2 separate regions of the Zea mays genome follow, and region 1 is linked to region 2. A link is a contact called in public Hi-C data. All regions are on one chromosome and are shown on one strand. Each heading gives the region's core, a stretch centred on a gene start, on an enhancer-like site or on the middle of the called end of the contact. The rest is flanking DNA. Distances are from core to core; before and after follow the strand shown. Region 1 holds the start of LOC100193515. Region 2 holds the start of LOC100272720 (Monothiol glutaredoxin-S17).

The links. Hi-C and Micro-C count contacts between places; a contact is called where the count stands out from the background.
Region 1: a Hi-C map of leaf shows a contact between it and region 2, with 5 times the contacts expected there. The contact joins the promoter of LOC100193515 here to the promoter of LOC100272720 in region 2. A contact is called at or near these places in 3 of 25 Hi-C or Micro-C datasets (ear, leaf and tassel).

Annotation. Positions count from the first base shown.
Region 1 is chr5:25,637,517-25,643,271 of Zm-B73-REFERENCE-NAM-5.0, reverse strand. It overlaps LOC100193515, which reads left to right and starts at 1,874. Exons shown (of 6, transcript NM_001367031.1): 1 at 1,874-2,136; 2 at 2,234-2,425; 3 at 3,043-3,449; 4 at 3,670-3,771; 5 at 3,864-4,202; 6 at 4,967-5,241. The coding sequence starts at 2,061. The coding sequence ends at 4,091. LOC100191427 reads left to right here. Exons shown (of 14, transcript NM_001365488.1): 12 at 400-497; 13 at 598-679; 14 at 973-1,508. The coding sequence ends at 1,056.
Region 2 is chr5:25,415,853-25,421,375 of Zm-B73-REFERENCE-NAM-5.0, reverse strand. LOC100272720 (Monothiol glutaredoxin-S17) reads left to right here and starts at 1,781. Exons shown (of 3, transcript NM_001147173.1): 1 at 1,781-2,163; 2 at 3,189-3,263. The coding sequence starts at 1,987.

The DNA of each region.
Region 1 (5,755 bases), core at 625-3,124, 220 kb before region 2:
ATAAAAAATTCTTCATCTTTCCGTCATTTATTATGAGGCAGTGTGTTGTGTCGTTTCACTTTCCCTTGCTTTATGTGTCCCTTCTCATACAAGTTGCAATTTCTTCAATTTAACCACCATCATATCTCCCTGCTATTTTGTATCCTGTTATAAATCTGCCAATATAATCAGAGTATCAGCTGGTGGTTATGTAGATGTATTACCAGGAATATAAATATACATATGTTTATTTATAGACACTAGAGATTGGCAAAATGTTTGTTGGAATTTGGAATTAAATCAGCAATGTGCCTTCATCTACATGTCATATTTCTACATGCTACCTAGAAACATATAGCTGTGTTCTGCATATCCTATGTCCCTCGCGAGCCATTTATTTGATGTCTTCCTAATTTTCAGGATGACGAAGAATCTTTGTTGCAAGGAGAACGCGAAGCCGAAATGATGATCGTGGAGGCCTACGCAGCACTTGTGCTCGCCTTTCTTTCAACGGAAAGGTCCATACTGCCTTATTTCATAATGTTTACTTAATTTGTTATAATTTTAGGTTGAGGCCCACTGCGGGTTAGCTTCTGAGCTGTATGTTTGCTGCCACAGTATGAAGGTTCGAGGAGCCATTTCCAGCTGCCTTCCGGACAACAACTTAAAAGTTCTTGTACCAGTGCTAGAGAAGTTTGTGGTATGTCCCCAAAATTTCTAGACGTTCTGTCTGAAGCAACGGTGGATAGATACATGGACTGCCACTTTTTGGGAACCAGTAATTTGTCATGTCCATAGATGCTCTCTCCCTATTCTTTGTGTAGCTTATATCCATTTATTATTCATTTTCTGGCATGTTTACTAGATATCACAAGACTGCTCTAGCTTCAAAATTTTCTTGGTTGTTTTTTTTCGCGATTTCTCTTTCTGCGACAGGCTTGAGCTAGTTTTTTTTTCGCTCATAATTTACCCAGCCGTCTCGTTCTCCTGCAGTCATTTCACCTGCAGCTCAACATGATGACAAGGGAAACACATTCAGCTGTCACCGAAGTCATTGAAAGATGCAGGCAGTCATAGAAGTTGGAAGAGGGCGCCCTGTACAGATTAACCGACCTCTCTGCAGTGCAGCCGAAGCCACACACAGGTGTTGCTCCTCACCTGGCCAGGGCGCAACGAATTGATTGATGCCAGAGGCTGGCTTGGGAGCTAACAGTGTTTCTATTCTTTCTTTTGCCCCTCCTGCTGTTCTGATCCTGTCATGTGCATCTCCTTTAGTTTCTTCTCCACACACTCCCCCCCGGAAATCATGTAGTCCATATTATGAGTGGAACAATAACAGTGTAGGCTATAGGGAATGTAGTTGTGGTGCTTCAGTTCTTCGTCTCTGTTTTACATGTTGTATTTTCGTGTCACATGGAATCAGTGACCACACATGCCTCAATCTGACAAATTAAGAGTGTATATCACATAATAGTAGTGTAATTTAACTATGTCTCTTTTTCCGTATAAAGAACCTATTAGTTGGAAGCATCTTCCGGTTGCAGAAAATGACCATGTTGTATGCAAACGGTGTAACCTGGTGTACACAATTCTTTCGTTGCTATGTACTGTTCTGAGGGAATTAGAACCCAGGTCTTCTGTTGCTTGAGCTTAAAAGGTCACTGCTGAAAGTGGTAGTACTAGTTGGCATGCACTACGGCAGCTTCGGAGTTTCAGGTGAACAAATTTACAAACATTGGCCTTCCAGGTAAGTTCCAAACCGCACACAAGGAACTTTGAAAACCTCGAAGGATTTTAGCGCATCTGGACCCACGTTCTGCCGGCCGGGTAGGCCCCACCGCCGGTCGATCGCCTCGCCATCGCACACAAGCACAACTGCACAAGCACCCAGCCACCCACCGTCACCGACCGCCGCGCCACGATTTTATCCATTCCTCACTCGTCTCTCAAACTCAAGCGAAAGCCATCACCCCGACCCCAATCCCACGTTCGCCACGTGCGCGCCACCTCCCCCACCGCGTCCGCGTCGCCGGCCATACTCCATCGCGAACGAGATCACGGGCTGGTTTCGCGGGCCGACCATGGGGACGCTCATCCGGCCGGGGCCCGCCGCGTCGCCTCTCCCCATCGCTTCCCCCTCCTCCTCATCCGCCCACGGTATCGCCGACTCGCCTCTCTGCCGGCCTGTCTCTCCGGGGGGAAGCCACGCCACGGCGCTGATCTTATCTTATGATTTATTTTGGTTGGTCCGTAGTGGCTGTCGTTGGCGGTGGCGCGAGGAGCTTGCGGCATCGGGTGTCGGTGTCGGTGGCGGTGTTCCGGTCCCCGAGTACGCAGGTTCTGGCGACGAGATGGCGCCGCCGGAGAGGTATGGTTGTGCGGTCGGATGTCGTCGCCGGTGGCGCAGCCGCCGCGGCAGCTGGGGATTCGACGCGGGCGCTCCCAGGTATCCACCTTGCTGAGTATGTTAAAATGTTTTAACCGTTTCATTTGAAGATGGCCGTGAGATGTCAGGTAAATAATCTGCCACTATGATAAAGTGAATGTGAGAGGGATCCCTTTCATAATCGCAAAAGGTTAAATGCCCTAAATTATGGGGTGCTGAAATCTGGATTATACAATCTGTGCAGATTGTAATCGCAAACAAACACCCCCCTAAATCACTGTTGCTAATGCTCCGTGGTTTAAACGATCACGGTAGATTCAAATTGCAAACAAAGAGTCGTTTGGTTCCTATCATTATAATACTATCAACTATGATCACAACCGGCCCTCCTATCTAACTGAAATTGGGACACATCTGGCAGTGTGTATCCTTTTAGACATCTTATAGCAAATAGCATGGTATAGCCGTGCTGCACCATTGTGTTTCACTGTTTCAGGCGCGTAGAAGAATCAATAGATGCAGGTGCTAGCTGTGTCTCATGTTTATTAGAAAGCATGTGCACATGTACAACAAGGTGACAAATAGCTTGTGTGGATTGAATCGTCTACAAAGAACACCACAATGTATCAAACTGTAGAATTGGATCTCCTTGTGCTAACTTGAAATTGTTTTAACAGGTCAGCAATTGGCTTCAAGAGTCAGAGGGGTTTGCTTCTATTTGGTGACTGCAGTTGCAGCAATCTTTTTGTTTGTAGCTATGGTTGTGGTTCATCCACTTGTGTTGCTATTTGACCGGTACCGTAGGAGAGCACAGCACTACATCGCAAAGATTTGGGCTACGGTGACAATCTCCATGTTCTACAATCTTGAGGTCGAAGGAATGGAGAATCTGCCTCCAAATAGCTGTCCTGGTGTCTATGTTGCTAACCATCAGAGCTTCTTGGATATTTATACCCTTCTAACTCTAGGGAGGTGCTTCAAATTTATAAGCAAGACCAGCATCTTTATGTTCCCTATTATAGGGTGGGCAATGTATCTCTTGGGTGTGATTCCTCTGCGGCGTATGGACAGCAGGAGCCAGTTGGTATGAATAAATGGATCCCTATTTAGATTATAGTTCAGATAAATTTGTGATGAAACTATATTTTTTTGGATTGTTTATATTATTTAGAGGCACATATAAGGCAGTTTTGCTTTGTAACTGAAAACTAAATAACCAAATGTATGTAATTCTATTGTCCAAATAGACACTATATTTCAATTTGCATTCCATGTTCTGCATAACATTGGTTTTGGAAATGCAGGATTGTCTCAAACGGTGTGTGGACTTGGTAGGAAAAGGAGCTTCTGTATTTTTCTTTCCGGAGGGTACTCGAAGTAGAGATGGCAAGTTAGGTGTATTTAAGGTTAGGTTTTGCCAAACTATATCCTGTTTCTCCTTTCATTACGGTTTTAACTTTTTCATGGAGCAGTGACATGCTGTCATAATTTTTCTCAGCGTGGCGCATTCAGTGTCGCCGCAAAGACAGGAGCTCCTGTGATAGCTATTACTCTTATCGGAACTGGGAAATTGATGCCTTCTGGAATGGAAGGAATTCTCAATTCAGGTTCGGTAAAGGTGATTATTCACCGACCTATTCAAGGCAATGATGCAGAAACATTATGTTCCGAAGCAAGGAATGTGATAGCAGACACTCTTCTTCTGCATGGTTATGGAGCCCATTAAAGCAAGTGGGGTGCTTTGGTCTGTTTTTTCTTCTGAACGAGTGCTTTGGTCTATTCTTTAGTGGACTTTTCAGAGCACAAGACTTGAGAGTTGAGACAAAGCTCGTTGCAGGTATTGATGCTAACTATCTACCTTGATTTTTTGGGAAGGTTGACAATTTGTGATTTCTTGGTTGCTCTTTGTTGAATACGTGTGTCTATTTTTTTTTTCTCGAAAAGGTTTGTTTTATGTACTATAATTGCACGGGACCTGATATTTGAGGCTGTTATCAAATAGAGTAGACCCTTCAAATAATGGAATTATTGATTAACAGTGGAGTTGTGCCTGCTCATTGTCCTTCCATCCCTTCCTTTGATATAGGAGTATGAATCATTCTCGAGTATGAAACATGCTAGGCTGCAACTTTAGATATCAGCAGATGCAGTGCCCCAGGCAGGTGAACAGTAGATGGTCCATATTGACAGTGTTCACAGTTATGTGGTTCGGATGTATGTTCATGCACTGGGGGCTTGTTTCTAGCACTCACACAGTTACCACAAGGCAATTATGCGTACGGTTCCTTCCATAGCTGTATTAGGGATAGTTTGGATCCATGATTCCCCATCGAGATTGGAGATTGGAGGGGAATGAGGGGTAAATTAGTTTATTTCCTCCTCAATTCTCTACAATCACTATGGAATGGGTGTATTCAAACTAGCCCATAGTGGATAAAAGATGACATGCAGCACGTCACTTGTGCTTATTCATTGTGCAATCTGTCTTCTTTATGAATATAATGGCAACTCTTCTGCTAAAGAAGTGTGCAGTCTGTACCTTTTGGTGTTCCTCATGACATATGACATGTTTTGAGTACTTTTGTCTTCTATGTGTTGCAGATGTAATCCTGTAAAGGCAAGAGGGAGGAAAATGGCGTGAATTGGCGGTTGTAACATGTGGTCTTCAATTTGTTGTAAACCCTACTTATTTTTGTTGGTTTGATAGTACAAAGAAATGTAAAAGGCAGAGGCCATCTTCATTGGATGGAAAATGAAGCTCACGTGATATTTTGCCATTTTGGCCTAGTTTGTGAACCCTATTTTCTCAGGAAAAAAAACTAAATTTTCATAGAAAAATGGAAATCGTGTATGATAAGTATGAAAATGAGGTTTTCAAACTAGGCCTTCAATGGAGTTTGCCCCGGATTTTCACATAGTAGGCACTGTGAAAAGCACCTGGTTTCAAAGCGATACGCTGGACATCAGATCCGTGGATAACATTTCTTTCACTGTGTGGATATCTAGCCGACCGGAGCCCAAAATTTTTAATTGTGTATTTTTTTTGAAAATATTTACTTAGATGTCTGTGTGTTTTAATTTCTGTTGTAGAACATGGGTTCGGTGCCGTAGGTTAGCCTCGAGCTAAGCTAACATGTCTCGGTGACTGAGATTTTTTAGATATTAGATAATAGAAATATAGTTCGACCTTGACCTCAAATCAAAAGAGGTTATGGCCGTTTACAACTCCTGGCAGCATATTGCTTTAACACATCACACGACCTCATCAAAGAACACCAGTAACGTAACCAAAGGTACTATATGGCTACAAGGCTAAACGCAAACAAGATCTCTATCCGAAATTACGAAAAATTTGTAACAACACCGTCTCCACATTATGTCAAGAGAACT
Region 2 (5,523 bases), core at 532-3,031:
AGTTTTCTTGTATAAACTGGATAGACACGTTAGGAATGAAATCAATGTTGTTTTTTGGCATATAATGTCAGCTAAATAATACATATTTTATTGCTATCTAAATCATCACAGAACTGTGAGTATGTTTTCTGATATTATGTTCTTGTACAGTTGGTAGGATAAATTCTTTATATATTTTCCAATGTTCAGTCTTACTATGTGTTTCGAATAGATATATACTAGCATACTGCTATTGCTTGCATTTCAAAGTGAACTTGTTTGAAAAACCCATAAATTGTGCCATGTTAAGATGTACTCCGCACATACCAAGTAATCAAATTAGCAATGGATTCAATAGGAACTCAATGACTCCTCGTTATCAGCTTCCAAATTTTCATGTGGTTTATCTTTTCTTTCGAATTTAAATTATCTTACGTATATTTACTGAACAAATCGGTAACATTCCCAACTGTAAACTTTTCCCTCCTGTGATGTAATACTTTCATAGGCTCCGTCTGTTGGGCTACTGCCGTCCACCGCCAGTATAACTGGAACCTGTGATCAATATATCAGGTGCCCTTCATCCTTTTGATTTCAAAAAAAAATGATAACCTGGTAATCCCTACTAATAACGTTGAAGGGGTGCATCCATAGGGACAAGGCTATGCCCCCGCCGCTCCTCCTCCTATGATGACCCCTGAACCCGCTGATGTCGCCATCAAGGCGCAATGTCGATGCTCCCAGCCAAGATAAGTTGTTCGCTTTGGATTAAAGTCATATGTTCGGACTGTTGCAGTTGCATCCATAGAGACAAAACATGGTACAAGCAGTAGAAGCTGGTACGGATTAAAGCCTCTCCCTCCCTTCCCCCTGCCGTAGCGCGGAGCTCCGCCGGGCACCGGCCCCGACGCGGTTCTGCCAGCCACTGCGCCGTCCCTCCGCCGGCTCCCACGCGCACCTTCTTGACCGCACACCATCGTCGCCAAGGCCGCCACCCCCGTGACCGTGTGCCGCCACTCCACCGTCGTCCCCAAGACCTTGCTCCCTCCCCGAGACTACCCTGCCCTTCTCCTCGAGCGCCTCATAGACGGGCGACCTCTCGTGCGTCACATGCCTGAGTTTCTCTTCGACGTCATCCCGGACGACTCGTGGATGTCGTCTTCCATCTCATAACAGTATAACATACATTTGCATATATAAGTTATCGATGTATTATATGTTCCCGTTGCAACGCACGGGCACTGACCTAGTAAGTTATCATGATATTATATGTTCCCGTTGCAACGCACGGGTACTCACCTAGTGAATATATACAATTACAAATGAGGATCATTAGTTCTACTATTAAATAATTCTATCTCACTTTCTTGTGACGTGGCAGCTATTGTTGAATACTGCTATATAATTTGAGACTAAAATTCTCAAGAGTCTGAATTCTCTAACGCTTATGCATCGTCTGAATTCTCAATGTATATTCAGGTGAAGTTTGAACCAGTACTATGGGATGTACATTAGTTTTATTTTTTTTCGGAAGCACCCCACCCCCGTTTCCCCCAAAAAAAACGCCCGGCACAGCGGGCCACAACCATGCAACAAAGGGCGGTTGGACCCGCGCAGCCTAGCAAGAAACCGGCCCAGCTTTCCACGCCGATACCGCGGTCCACCTAGCCTCGGTCCGCCGGCCCGTCGCTTTCCCACGTGCCCGCTTCTGGAATGTTCAGTCGCCGTCGCGGCGCCGCGCGGGAGCCCCCAGAAAAGCCGAGGAGGAGGCAGCGTACACCTTCTGCCTCGCTGCGCCGGCCTCCCAATCGATCGAGGCGGCGCAGAGCAGAGGAAAACCCCGAGCCGCAACCCTCCTCACCGCACAGCAACTCGAGTACTCGTTCTCTTCCGCATCCTCCTCCTCGTCAACTCCAGTCGTCTTCAGCCCTTCACCACAATCAGGCCCACCTCCCACCACCACATTTCTTCTCATCCAACCGCCCCGTAGGATCACAGAGAAGGGGGATGGCGAGCGGCGGGGCGGTGAGGGATGTGGGCTCGCCTGCGGAGCTGGAGGCGGCGGTGGCCGGGGCGCGGGCGGTGGCCGTGCACTTCTGGGCGTCCTGGTGCGAGGCGTCCAAGCAGATGGACGAGGTCTTCGCGCACCTCGCCGTCGACTTCCCCCACGCAGCCTTCCTGCGGGTACGTGCTTCCGCGCTCTTCCTCGATCACTGTATATTCAGTTCTGATCGGTGCGTTTTTGGAATTGGATCTGTACAGTGTCGATAAGGCGGAGGTAGTTAGGTTTCTACGGCCGCTTGTTGGGCTGCCTGCCTTGTTGTAGTGAGCACTGCGAAAGTTTTCTCCCTCTCTGCAGCGTTTCTCCTTCATCCAAAGTTTTACCGATTTAGCCAGGAGGCGGATGTGCAAAATGAGAGCTGGGTTTTGAATTGCCACTGAAATAATTCGCGAAAGAAGCGTGAAACTAAACTTTTGTGCCTAAATTATATGTCTATACCATAGTATGGAACATATTGTAACCTAGCCCCTGGCTAATGCTGAAGTTGTGGTAGTACTCAATTTTCGGGGATCAACGACCCCCCCTCCCGCCCTGAGAATCCTGTTACTCATGCACCAGATGTGGATTTTTGATTGTTCATTGGTGATGCTATTTGGTATTCCTTTGGTGTTGTAACAAGTCATATGGAAATATTGAACTCTGGCTGTATATATTTGGCACTGCCTAAACAAATGCCATGCTGAGATGAGGTAGTCACACCGTGTTCGAGGCTACACAATCTTGCGATTTGTACAAAGTTGATTTACCGAGTGAGTCCGGCCAATTGCTTGTTCGTCATTTCTCTGTTTCCACTAAGCTTAACTGAATACATCCAAGTTGAGTCTGTGATGTTTCACTCTTTCCATTAAGCTATGAGCTAAGTTATAAGAGACATAAACACAAGCATAATTATGCCCTTTTTTTCTTCATTGGTCTTGTCATTAAATCACTGAATAATCGAACTAACCTTGTAACCATTTATACCCATCATGCTCAGGGGTTAGTTTTTTTCCCTCATTTATGCCCATTATGCTCAGGGGTTAGGTCTGTGTCCTTTGTATCAGTAATTATTGTTTATTTGCTGTCAACAAGATAGAGTGATGCTACATTGTTTGCTTATTTGTTTGTTGTGCTGACTTGCACTGATGACTTCTGTAATTCTGTTCAGGTTGAAGCTGAAGAACAACCTGAAATATCAGAGGCATATGGAGTTACAGCGGTTCCATATTTTGTTTTCTGCAAGGTATTTGCAATTACCGAAGTGTCAATTAAGATTTTATTCCCCTTTTTATGAACAAAACTTCTGATAGAATCATGGTATTTGTCATCTTCGTGGAAGTTAAATAACCACATATATTTCTTATTGCCGATCTAATATCATGAGTACAATGTTTAATAAAATGAGATTTGCTCTTCTATTATGACAAGTGGTTAACATGATTTGGATCCATGCCTTCATTTTTCTCATTATACTCTGTCAAAACCAGTGATTATGTAATTGGTACTATACAGAGTTTTTAAGGCTATGCCTAGTCGGTGCCTGGTGCAATGGTCAGAGCTGTATCACTGAGTCTCTAGGTCGCGCGGTTTTGAAGCAATCTCCCCGTATTTGCGGGGGAAGTCTTGCTTCGGTTTATCCCTTCTCCAGACCATACTCATGTGATAGCCTCTGGCACTAGGTCTGCCCTATTTTGCCTAGTTGTCGCCTAGGCGACAAGGCACTTATTTTGCCTACAAGGCAACAAGGCGCTCACAGGGAGTAAGGTGTCCCTGACACCTAGCCAAAAGTAGTGAGATATCCATGGGGACTGAAGGAAAAACAGAGGAAAATGATAGGGGAAGACCATGCAGCTGCCTCCTCACTCATCCCTATTGAATCTAGTGTCGCCTAGATCATATGCAACGAAGGCGGCGGTTGATTGAGATGTGGATCTGAGGGAACAACAGCAAGAGGTAGGGAAGGAGCTTGCACATCCCTATCAAATCTAGTGCCGCCTAAATCATCTGCAACGGAGGCGGCGGTTTATCTAGATGGGGATCTGAGGGAACATCAGCAAGAGGTAGGGAAGGAGCAGAGGGCAGGCTGCGCGTGCGCATCCATGAGCAGCGCGAGGGAGGGAGGCCGGTGCTGCATCTGCATGAGCCATATGGGAGGAGACACAGCGGCACTGCGCCTGCGGGAGATGTGGTGGACTATCTCTAGCAGCTTACCCATTCCCATATTCAAACAGTGGAATGTACAATGCAAAATGGTGCAAAACAGTGTTTTGGGTGACCATATGAGTGCAATGTACAATAGTTCACCCACATGGTCACCAAAACACCGTTTTTGCACTGTAGATTGTACTGTTTGTAGAGTGTAGTTTGAATATGGGTATGTGTATGAGTAAGCTGCTTGAGATGGTCCGGAGGAGAAGCAGAGAGCTCCTAGGCGGTGTGTGTGTGTGCCTCCGTGAGATGACATGTGTGAAGGGATAAGTACAAGAGGGCACTCGTGGGCTGCCTAGTGTTCTGGGCCAAACACTTCTCTTTACATTTGTCCTTTTTTGTTTTTTTTTCTCCCTTTTTGTCTTCTTGCCTATTCCCTGCTGCTATTTTCGTATTTCTTAGAATGGTAAGGCCTCGTCTTATGATCGTCTAGGCGAGGCGTGGCCTAGTTGACTCAAATGAGTAGCTCGCTACATCTCATGTTGCTGCCTTAAAAGTTAAAACCAGGGTACTATAGTATCACTATAAAAGAATATTTGTTTTTACGTGCAACGTGATGCATGCACATGGGATAGAATGATTAGTTATCCTGTTATTTTCTTTTCTTTCAAATGGATTCCGTGCATCAGAAAACTGTTCTTGGTCTTGTAGAAGCCATGTTAACCAGTCTCATTGAAATCAGGCACTGAAAGTCTCTAGTTTCCTTCCCTTCTCATCCAGGATTTTGAGCCTTGACCCCTGGCATGGGAGAAGAGTACCCAGCCAGCTGCACTACAATGAGTCATGGCCCTTGTTCTAAGGCCCACACAGATCTATGTCCACAATAGAGATATGTTCTTTTTATATATACTATAAATAAAATTTTGTATTTTTTTTTTGCCATTTTCACTTGAGCCCTGGTTGGCAAGTTTAGGGGGGGTGCTTAGTTGGGTGTGGGGATGACCCACCTCTTGTAAATGAACTTTCTTTAATTGAATGGCAGAGCTCCTGCCTTTTCATTTAAACACTCTGCGTACATTGAAGTTTTCAGTATAAATTTGTTTTTGCCAATTTCCTGTCCTCTACGCCAAAGAGTCCATTTGGATGCACAATAAAATTTGGTTAGGCTTAGGGGACGTTTGAATGCACTAAAACTAATAGTTAGTTGGTTAAAAATTATTAGTGGAATTAGCTAGCTAACAAATAGTTACCTAACTATTAACTAATTTACCAAAAATAGCTAATAGCTGAACTGTTAGCTGGGTGTTTGGATGTCTCAACTAATTTTAGTCAGTAACTATTAGCTCTAGTGCATT